3 separate regions of the Mus musculus genome follow, and regions 1 and 2 are each linked to region 3. A link is a contact called in public HiChIP or PLAC-seq data. All regions are on one chromosome and are shown on one strand. Each heading gives the region's core, a stretch centred on a gene start, on an enhancer-like site or on the middle of the called end of the contact. The rest is flanking DNA. Distances are from core to core; before and after follow the strand shown.

Evidence for each region. HiChIP or PLAC-seq counts read pairs in DNA pulled down with a chosen protein or histone mark.
Region 1: an H3K4me3 HiChIP or PLAC-seq map of bone marrow-derived macrophages shows a contact between it and region 3, with 5 times the contacts expected there. The contact joins the enhancer-like site here to the promoter of Cdca7 in region 3. A contact is called at or near these places in 9 of 39 promoter capture datasets (the 3T3-L1 cell line, cranial neural crest, embryonic stem cells and 4 more), 12 of 115 datasets of contacts at active chromatin or transcription factors (astrocytes, bone marrow-derived macrophages, craniofacial prominence and 9 more) and 1 of 9 other capture datasets (pancreatic islet).
Region 2: a contact with region 3 is called in an H3K4me3 HiChIP or PLAC-seq map of embryonic forebrain, with 4 times the contacts expected there. The contact joins the enhancer-like site here to the promoter of Cdca7 in region 3. A contact is called at or near these places in 11 of 39 promoter capture datasets (the 3T3-L1 cell line, cranial neural crest, embryonic stem cells and 8 more), 1 of 484 Hi-C or Micro-C datasets (embryonic stem cells), 11 of 115 datasets of contacts at active chromatin or transcription factors (bone marrow-derived macrophages, craniofacial prominence, embryonic basal ganglia and 7 more) and 1 of 9 other capture datasets (embryonic stem cells).

The regions. Positions count from the first base shown.
Region 1 is chr2:73,037,084-73,039,933 of GRCm38.p6, reverse strand. No RefSeq gene overlaps it. Among named protein-coding and RNA genes, the nearest start is that of Gm39850, 30 kb to the right of the region's middle. Within about 2 kb of position 1,408, at least 137 of the 459 cell types and tissues checked have an H3K27ac peak or open chromatin away from gene starts, as enhancers often do. A contact at or near this core is called in bone marrow-derived macrophages, embryonic stem cells, extraembryonic endoderm stem cells and 2 more, where this site is marked.
Region 2 is chr2:72,994,458-72,997,302 of GRCm38.p6, reverse strand. No RefSeq gene overlaps it. Among named protein-coding and RNA genes, the nearest start is that of Gm39850, 13 kb to the left of the region's middle. Within about 2 kb of position 1,457, at least 221 of the 459 cell types and tissues checked have an H3K27ac peak or open chromatin away from gene starts, as enhancers often do. A contact at or near this core is called in bone marrow-derived macrophages, craniofacial prominence, embryonic forebrain and 8 more, where this site is marked.
Region 3 is chr2:72,474,850-72,477,549 of GRCm38.p6, reverse strand. It overlaps Cdca7 (cell division cycle associated 7), which reads right to left and starts at 1,331. Exons shown (of 9, transcript NM_025866.3): 1 at 1,239-1,331. The coding sequence starts at 1,259.

The DNA.
Region 1 (2,850 bases), core at 159-2,658, 560 kb before region 3:
AAATAAGCTAAAATACAGTAGTCTGATGAAATTATAGTCATCACAGAAATTATAATTGAAACAGTGAGATCTTTTCCTAGAGATGTCAGCACATACTATTATCATAGAGTGTGTGTGTGTGGTTGTGTGTGTGTGTGGGGGGGGGTATAGCGTAGGATATGAGTATGGTATATATACTGAGCTCATAGAGGCCAGATAAGACATCCCTACCCTGGTCCTAACCCTGAGAAGTTAATGTGATAGTGTGTGCAGGAGGCCTGAAGTTCCAGGCACCCTAATAGGAGATCAGTCCAAGCTGCTGGAAGGACAATGAGTAAGGACAGGCATGGTTCAGGGTCAAAGTGCACATAGCCTAGGCTCTGGAGGTTCTGTAGTAAACCATCCAAGATCCTGTTACCCTGTTTTACCCCATTTAACCGAGGGTTTCCTAATCATTTCCTTTCTCATTATTTTGACACCCAGTATTTGATGTTTGATTTTGTAACATCCCTCTCCCCAGATATATTTTAGTAAAATTGCAGCAAGCTAGGTTTTGTTTTTTTTTTTTTTTTTTTTTTTTTTTGACAGTGAACTAACAGCATCGTGGTTTAAGACAATTTTGCAAGAATGTTTGGACAGTCCAGTGGACTCCTGGTTTCTCCCTGTGTCAAAATCAGCTTGGGAAAACCACTGTCGAAGCGATGCAGTCCTGCTGTTTTTCTCTTCTGTTTTCTCTTTTCTTTTCTTCTTTCTTTCTTTCTTTTTTGCACAGATCTCTGATGATGAGGTGATGGCTTATATTTGTAATTTGTATGCTATTAACTGTTTGTTACAGAATGCATTATCTCAGTTTCCCCCATAGCAACTCTAAGTACAGGGAACTTACTCTGTTATGGGACTTCCAGCGCGCGCGCGCGCGCGCGCGCGCGTGTGTGTGTGTGTGTGTGTGTGTGTGTGTGTGTGAGAGAGAGAGAGAGAGAGAGAGAGGCAGACAGACAGACAGACAGACAGAGACAGAGAGAGGTGATGTGTTTCTTTGATCACATTATCTAGGTTTCCCATTGTAGTTAAGTTAGAATGTTGCCTGTAAATTCCTATCGGGACTTTGTTCTCCATTCCTCAAACTAGTAATCATTCCTGTCACTGTCTGAGGACAATGAAGCCTTGAGGACCCCAGGAAAAAATGTTAACCAGGGTTCTCAGTCATCGACAGCTCGCAGCACACGGCAGGGCCATCATGGGGCCACACAGAAGCACCAAGAAATCCTTCACATTGTGCAATGGGGTCTGACTTCTCCCCATTGGTCCAGGTCTTCATGCTCTTTCCACGTCCGCCCAACTGCGTCACGTTTTTTCAGGGAGTGTGTGTGTGGGGGGAGGGGGGGGCTGCATACTACCGCAGATATTCCCGTTGGCTGGGAGGCGCCCCTCCTGTGCTTGGCTCATCTTGCCTTGGAGCCTCCTCCAGAGCGTGGGGGTGGGCCTGGGCTCAACAAGTCAGTCCCAGGAAGGCGCAGCCCTGACCCTGCGGCCCTCCCTGCTGGGAGCTCCGGGGTGGGGCGAGACCCAGGGAGGACAGCGCCTAGGACAGGTCAGCTCAAGCCAGCCCTGTGGTGCACACAGCTGGGGGCGACGGGACCCTACTGGGCTGTGGGCTGAGTGAGGTCAGGCCCCGCCTTAGAAAACACAGATCAAGAGTATTCCTGGGGTTTTGTTATGAAAGGTCTGGGTGGGTGGGTGGTGGGTCAGATTCTTTCATCAACCCTTCCAAAAAGTCCCTTCTTCTGAAAGTGGGTCTTGCTTCATAACTAGAGGAAGGGGACTGTGGAAATACGTCCTTAGTGGTGCTCGCTGGAGTGAACACCCATGAAGGATGAGGGTCTTAGGCTCCGGCATCGCTCTCTCCTAAGTTCCATGTTGGGGGTGTGAAGTTTGAAGTACCTGCAGAGGCACTGACTGTTCTGCTGAGGTCCACAAGGCCTGTGATTCACAGCAAAGCTCAGTCTTGCATCGTGACTGAAGTGCTGAGGTTGTCAGACTGCTCCAGAGAGCGCCGGCTGTTCCTGCCCTGCCCTTGGAGATACTGAGATTCGTTGTTAGAGAAACACACTCTCCTCTTACCCCTCACTCACTGCTTCTGAGTCCAGATTGCAGACTCGGAAGTTTGTTTCTAGTGACAAAGGATTGGATGCTTCCTCATTGCCTCGGGACATCACACAGAAGTCACAGTTAACAGCCCACCTCTGGAGAAAGACTTTAGGAGTCAAATCGGAGCTCTGGTTCACACTAATTCTCAGCCCTTCCTGGAAGTTACTCATTCCCCTGTTATCAAGTGAGGAGAGTAAAAATAGTGCCTACCTCACAAGCTTTACTGGAAGGTTAACCGGAATGATTCAAGTAGAGTTTATTTAGAGTTTTAGACTGTTTTGCAATGCGATAACTGCATTACCGGGTAGTTTATAAGAGAAGAGGGGCTGGTCTGCCCAAGGTTCTGAAAGATGTGAAGCCACAGGCATGTTGCAAGAGACTGAGAGCTGTGTCACTCCATAGCAGAAGGCATAAGGACAAAACAAGAGAATAGAGGAACACCAGGGTCTGGCTCAGTTTTATATCACAACGCTTCTTATGGTAACCCCTTTTCCGAGATAAGGACATTCATCCATTCGTAAAGGCACAACCTCCACACCTAATCCCTTATTTGGCCCTGGCTCCTAAGACAAAATGGTCATGAAAAGCTCACAGATATCGAGAGAAAGGTTTTTATAGGAATTTCAGAGTTATGGAAAATTCTTTACCAGGCAAGATGGATTGAAGAAAACAATATGTGAAGTGCCTTGCTAATTTAGAGGTACACAAATGCGTTTACCATGT
Region 2 (2,845 bases), core at 208-2,707, 520 kb before region 3:
ACCAGCACCTGGCACCTCTTGCCTATCTAGCCCGCATGGAGCCAACTCCAAAGCTCTTGTACTGCTGCCAGGCCACACCCACCTCTGAGGCTGGGCCGTCTTCCTGTTTGCTCTCTCTCCTACAGGCAGGTTCAGGCTTCTCTTTCTCTTTCAGAACAGAGCTCCCATAATCCGATGGGCGGACTCTTTCACGAAGCTCCTATATTAATAGCTGTATTTTAGTCCCTCCCAACCTCTGTCCCAGCTTGGTCTGTGCTTTATGAGACATTTCCCTGAGGTGTGTCCATGCTGCGAGACGTACACATCTGCACCAGGACACAACATGCTTGGTGCTCTGTGTCCCTCACAAAAGGCATGATGGTTTATATACCTACGTTCACAACCAAGTAAAAAGAAAAGAGAGGAAAACAGTGGGTGATAGTACCTGCCTAGTATTTCCTAACCAGGTAAATTAATAGAGCAGACCACCATCCGTTATAAGGAGTGTATTTTAAGTGCAGCGTGGGCAAGGAAATGTGGTTAGTTGTTTTCATAGAAAGTAGAAAGGCCTAGCAAGTCTAAATGATTTATAATTAATCAGTTCTCTCATCTGATAATGAGGTAAATGTGTTATATTGGAAACTGAGGTAGAAAGAAGACGGACAAGACAGACTTCCTCCTCCCCTCAGAGGCTATAATTAGGAGAGATATGATATGCATATTCCTAGCGAAAGCATTAGGGAAAGGTGAGGTGTCCCAAGGATTGCAGTGATTTCAGGAAGGAGACACTGGGTTTTGGCTGGGGAGGAGGCAGAAGCTTTGGAATCAGGCTTGGAGTGTGTGGTGGGGGTGGGGAATCCATATTTCTCATGTAACTGTTGTCTTGGCAGGTTAAGGTAAAAATCATATTCACGGGAAGGGCAGCATTATTATCTGGCTAATTCCTGCCATAGAAACATTTACATGATCTTACAAAAATCTATTCACTAATGTTTTTTTTTGGCAGCCACCAGGGCAGTCATTGTTAATTGTCACACTCTCCTTATAACCTGAGGAAACTCACAGAAAAGGAGACACACACCCTCAGTAAGCTGTGTGTTGTTCCAGGGATTCATAGATCCCTGGGCCTGTTCTTGAACTGCCCAGGGTCTGTGGTCATTATTAAGAAGCCCTGACAGCAGGCAGCCCCTAAAGTATGAAAGCGTTCACCGAGCAGGCTCAACCCTAGAGTCTTGGAGCTTATTTGCTCTGAACGTTTAACACGCCTGTGAGGTCTAATGTGTACAGCTAGTCCAAGGGCTGAGTCTGACGCTGAAGTGGTGTCATTGGCTCCTGTGCACCTCTGGGTGGACAGGGACCAGGAGACAGAGAGTGAGAGAACATGAGAGTGAGGGCTTTCGAAAAGGAGGGACATACTTGTGCAGGAAGCCATTGTTTTTCAAAGTTTCCCTGGTGACTCTGAAAACTGAGTCCCCACACCCACTGCCTCAGGATGTTATTTTCTGTGAGCCTCCTCCATCCCTCCTGCAGAGAGACTTCTGGCAAGTCCCTCAGACATGCCCAGACGCATTCTGTATGCTGGCCTGGAGCCCAGCTTCAGCCTGGGCTGCAATCCTCCTGTTCCCCTTGCATGCTGCATTAATATTGAAAGTGGATGGCAACTTGAGGTCCCCGGCAAGGGAATGAAGGCAGCTGACATGCTCAAGGAAATATGTCTGTAATGCAGTTTTACCGAGCCAGATCTGGGCCGGGGCCTTCTGCAGTCGGTCAGGGGTGCAACCTGGGGTTCCTGGAGGAATGTTAGAGTGTTTCTAATTTGTTGCTTTAGAATTAGACCCACTTCTAGGACAATGTACTAAGTGACACAAGTCAGGCATAGAAAGAGAACTACTGTGTGATCTCACATGTAAGTGAGGATGCTGGTCAAATAGAAAGGGAAGAATGCTGGTTATTAGGGGCTGAGGCAGGAAGAGGAGGGGAGACACTGGCTAAAGTGTACAAAGTCTCGATTAGATTGATTAGATGGGTTAAGTTAAGGCTCACTGTACAGTACGGTGACTTATTAATAACAAGGACTGCTTACTTGAAGATTGCCAAGACAGTAGATTTCAACATTTTTTTTTAAGACAGGGTTTCTCTGTGTAGCCCTGGCTATCCTAGAACTCACTCTGTAGACCAGGCTGGCCTTGAACTCAGAAATCCACCTGCCTCTGCCTCCCGAGTGCTGGGATTAAAGGCGTGCACCACCACTGCCAGGCTCAACATTTTTTTTTTTTCCGAGACAGGGTTTCTCTGTATAGCTCTGGCTGTCCTGGAACTCACTTTGTAGACCAGGCTGGCCTCGAACTCAGAAATCCGCCTGCCTCTGCCTCCCGAGTGCTGGGATTAAAGGCGTGTGCCACCACGCCCAGCTTCAACATTTTTTATTACATTAGAAAAAACTAATCTGGGGCCTGGTGAGATGGCTCAGCCGGTAAGAGCACTGACTGCTCTTCAGGAGGTCCTGAATTCAAATCCCAGCAACCACATTGTGGCTCATGACCATCCGTAGTGACATATGACACCCTCTTCTAAAGACAGCTACAATGTACTTACATATAATAAACAAATTCTTTTTAAAAAAAGAAAAAAGAAAAAACTAATCTATGTGTGTGTGTGTCCTTCACTTCTTCCACCATGCTGGGGTTCGGGGGGGAGGAGGGCTTAGCTCATTAGTCTTAGCAACAAGTACCTTTCTCCACTGAACCATCTTGCCAGTTCTATGTCTTAATATTTTAAGTGTTCTTAGTTACTTAAAAAAGGATAAATATATAAGGTAATACATATGTTAGTTTATTTACTCATTATCATACCATGATATATACAT
Region 3 (2,700 bases), core at 82-2,581:
ACTAATCAATTTAACTCCATGTCAGCCTCAGGGGAGGCAGTCAATCAAAAGCCATCAGGAAAAGAGGCTAATCTTTAACAAGCCAGGACAGGCCAACGGTCAGTCATTCACCAGGCAAGTATGTCTTCGATGGAAAAGACACACAAAAAAGGAGAGCCAAAGGTCGTGCCTGGGGTGAACTTTTTTGGCAGATGTAACTCTTAATTCTGTTTACGGTGAGTGTTCTTTGACGGCAGATTTGGTACTGATGTTCGCTTAATTCTTTGCAGCGACGTTACCATCACTTAAATAAGTAAGAAAACTGAAGTGCGGAGAGGTGAAGTCGATTCCTCCAGTCAGGTGTCCAAATATGCACCAAGGCAAGCCAAACTCCAAGCCCATTTCCCCACGCGCGGAGATCCGCTATGAGACCACGACTCCGTCTACCCACTCAGACCTCGCCACAAGGGCCCCCGAACCCGATATTTATTTGAAGCACGTCACTGTCTTCCTTTCCGCCCATCCCCCCACTCTTCAACCCACTCCAGGGCAGGACATAAGTTCTGGCTTCCGTTGGAGCAAAAAGAGTTACGTTCCAGCTCGCAGCTGCAAGCCGGGAAGAAAAGGGTGGGACGGGTGGGGAGTTGGGGGACGCAGGGAAGGTTACTAAACGGTCGCGGCACACGACTTGCATCGCTGGGCCCCAAAATTGCATCTGACCACAGCCTAGGACTAAAACAATACCTCCCCCCACGTGCACAACCCAAGTTCTCAAGAAATGCTCACAAGGCCATCTACGCTAAACCCGCAGATCCAGAGTGGTTAGAAGGGGACGCAGAGCAAAAGAGGATCGATCCCAGGGCCACTAGTGCACGCGTAGGTAACAACGCACTCGCCGCCAGCGGGTCGTGCAGGGTGAGGTCCCAGAAGGTGGAAGGCTGGGATACGACCGCCAGACAGGATGGCCAGCGGCGAGTCCCAGGCCTCCGCGCGCACGTGGAGCATGAGCGCCCGTGCCGCAGGTTCCGGGAACGCTGGCAACTCCGTGCGCGCCGGCGGGCGCATCACCTTGGCCTTGAGTTATCCTGGGTGCAAAGATTATAAGAAAATCGATCTGTGATTTCCCTCAACCTGGCGACAATCAGGAGCGCGTGGGACAAGTGAGCGGAGCTAACCCGCGGAGTCGGAGGGAAGTGGCCCGGACCCGCCCGTGTCTAGCACCCACCAACCCCGCCCCGGTGCACCCGGCCGGGCCTCACCCGCGCGCGGCGAGCCTCCATGTTGGCGGCGGGTACCCAGGCACTCGGAACGGGGATAGTTCGTCGGAACACACCAGCACTCAGAGCCCGAACAACCCGAGCTCCGGGACAGAGGCGGGGCGCGCACTCCGCCGCCGGAGGGGCGGGGCCACCGGCTTTCCCGCGCCGGGACGCAGGTCCTGCCAGCTAAGATGACCTCTTTAGCGGTACCCGAAGCGTCCCAGCTCTGGAAAAAAATAGAAGCGGTTCTCGTGGTTGTAATAACCTTGAGTGTCCTCGGAAACTGCTGAATGTTCTATGAAACAGTGGCGTTGTGGGAACTCAGTGCCACTGGCTTTTTATGAAGCTGCGCGGTCCTGGGAAGTGGCGCGAAAGTGGCTGCCGAGGTCCTGAGACTGGCCGTCTGATTTGCATACAAAACGGGAGATTGTAAGGCTGGTAGAGCCTCTTACTGCGTTCACACTTTCGCTGTAGTTTAATCTCTTAAAAATGTTAAAGAACAGAACGGGGATACCACCCACAAATATCTGAGAGCATAGCACCTCTTATCTAGCAACCACACCACTATCTATATGTAGTCAATAGACCAGTTAAGTCCTGTTGCTTCAAGAAAGATTCCGGCGTGGGTTTAAAAATAGCCCTTCAGTTGAGTAAAGCCTCTCCGAAGGGTAAAAGTCTTTAGAGCTTTATCTTTCGGAGATAAAAGCTGCAGGCGATTACACTGTGGATTGTCCATTTTTCTCCAGGCAAAATTGGGAACAACCAGAGCTAGTTAGAAGATCTTTCTTTCTTTCTTTCTTTCTTTCTTTCTTTCTTTCTTTCTTTCTTTCTTTCTTTCTTTCTTATAGCCCTTCTCACTAAGACCGGCACAGGGATGAAACGAGGCTCCCCTGTTTTTAAAGAGTAAAACACAGGGGGAAAAAAAAAAACCCAAACAGCAACGACCGAAAAACCTTGGGTGCTTTTTAAAAGAGCTTTAATTATAATCATAGATTTAAAACATTTCTTGAAGTGTAAGCATTCCCCCTTATTTCAAAACTTTTCTCTTAGTATTGATGTTGCCACAGTCCTTTTCTGTGAAGAGAGCATGCGCAACACACACACACACACACACACACACACACACACACCTCTCTAGGTACTGACCATAAAGACATAAATAACCGAGGAAGACAATGGATTGGAAGGAGCTGCCCAGGGGTCACCCTCCCTCTGTGCTAGAGACAAAGAACTCCAGTCTCCAACTTAGGCATCAAGAGAAGCAGCTAATTGATTTGTTTGGCAAAATTCCTGGTAGCAGCCAGGAGTTCAACCAACACTTGTTGGATGAATAAGTATGTGGATGGAGACCTAAAATTGTCCTTAGTACAATGTTCTTGTGAATATGGTTTGTGCAAGTAGAACTGACCATGTGAGGTCACAGAACGAAGGGGGCATCCGGGCCACTTTGCCTGGGTAATGT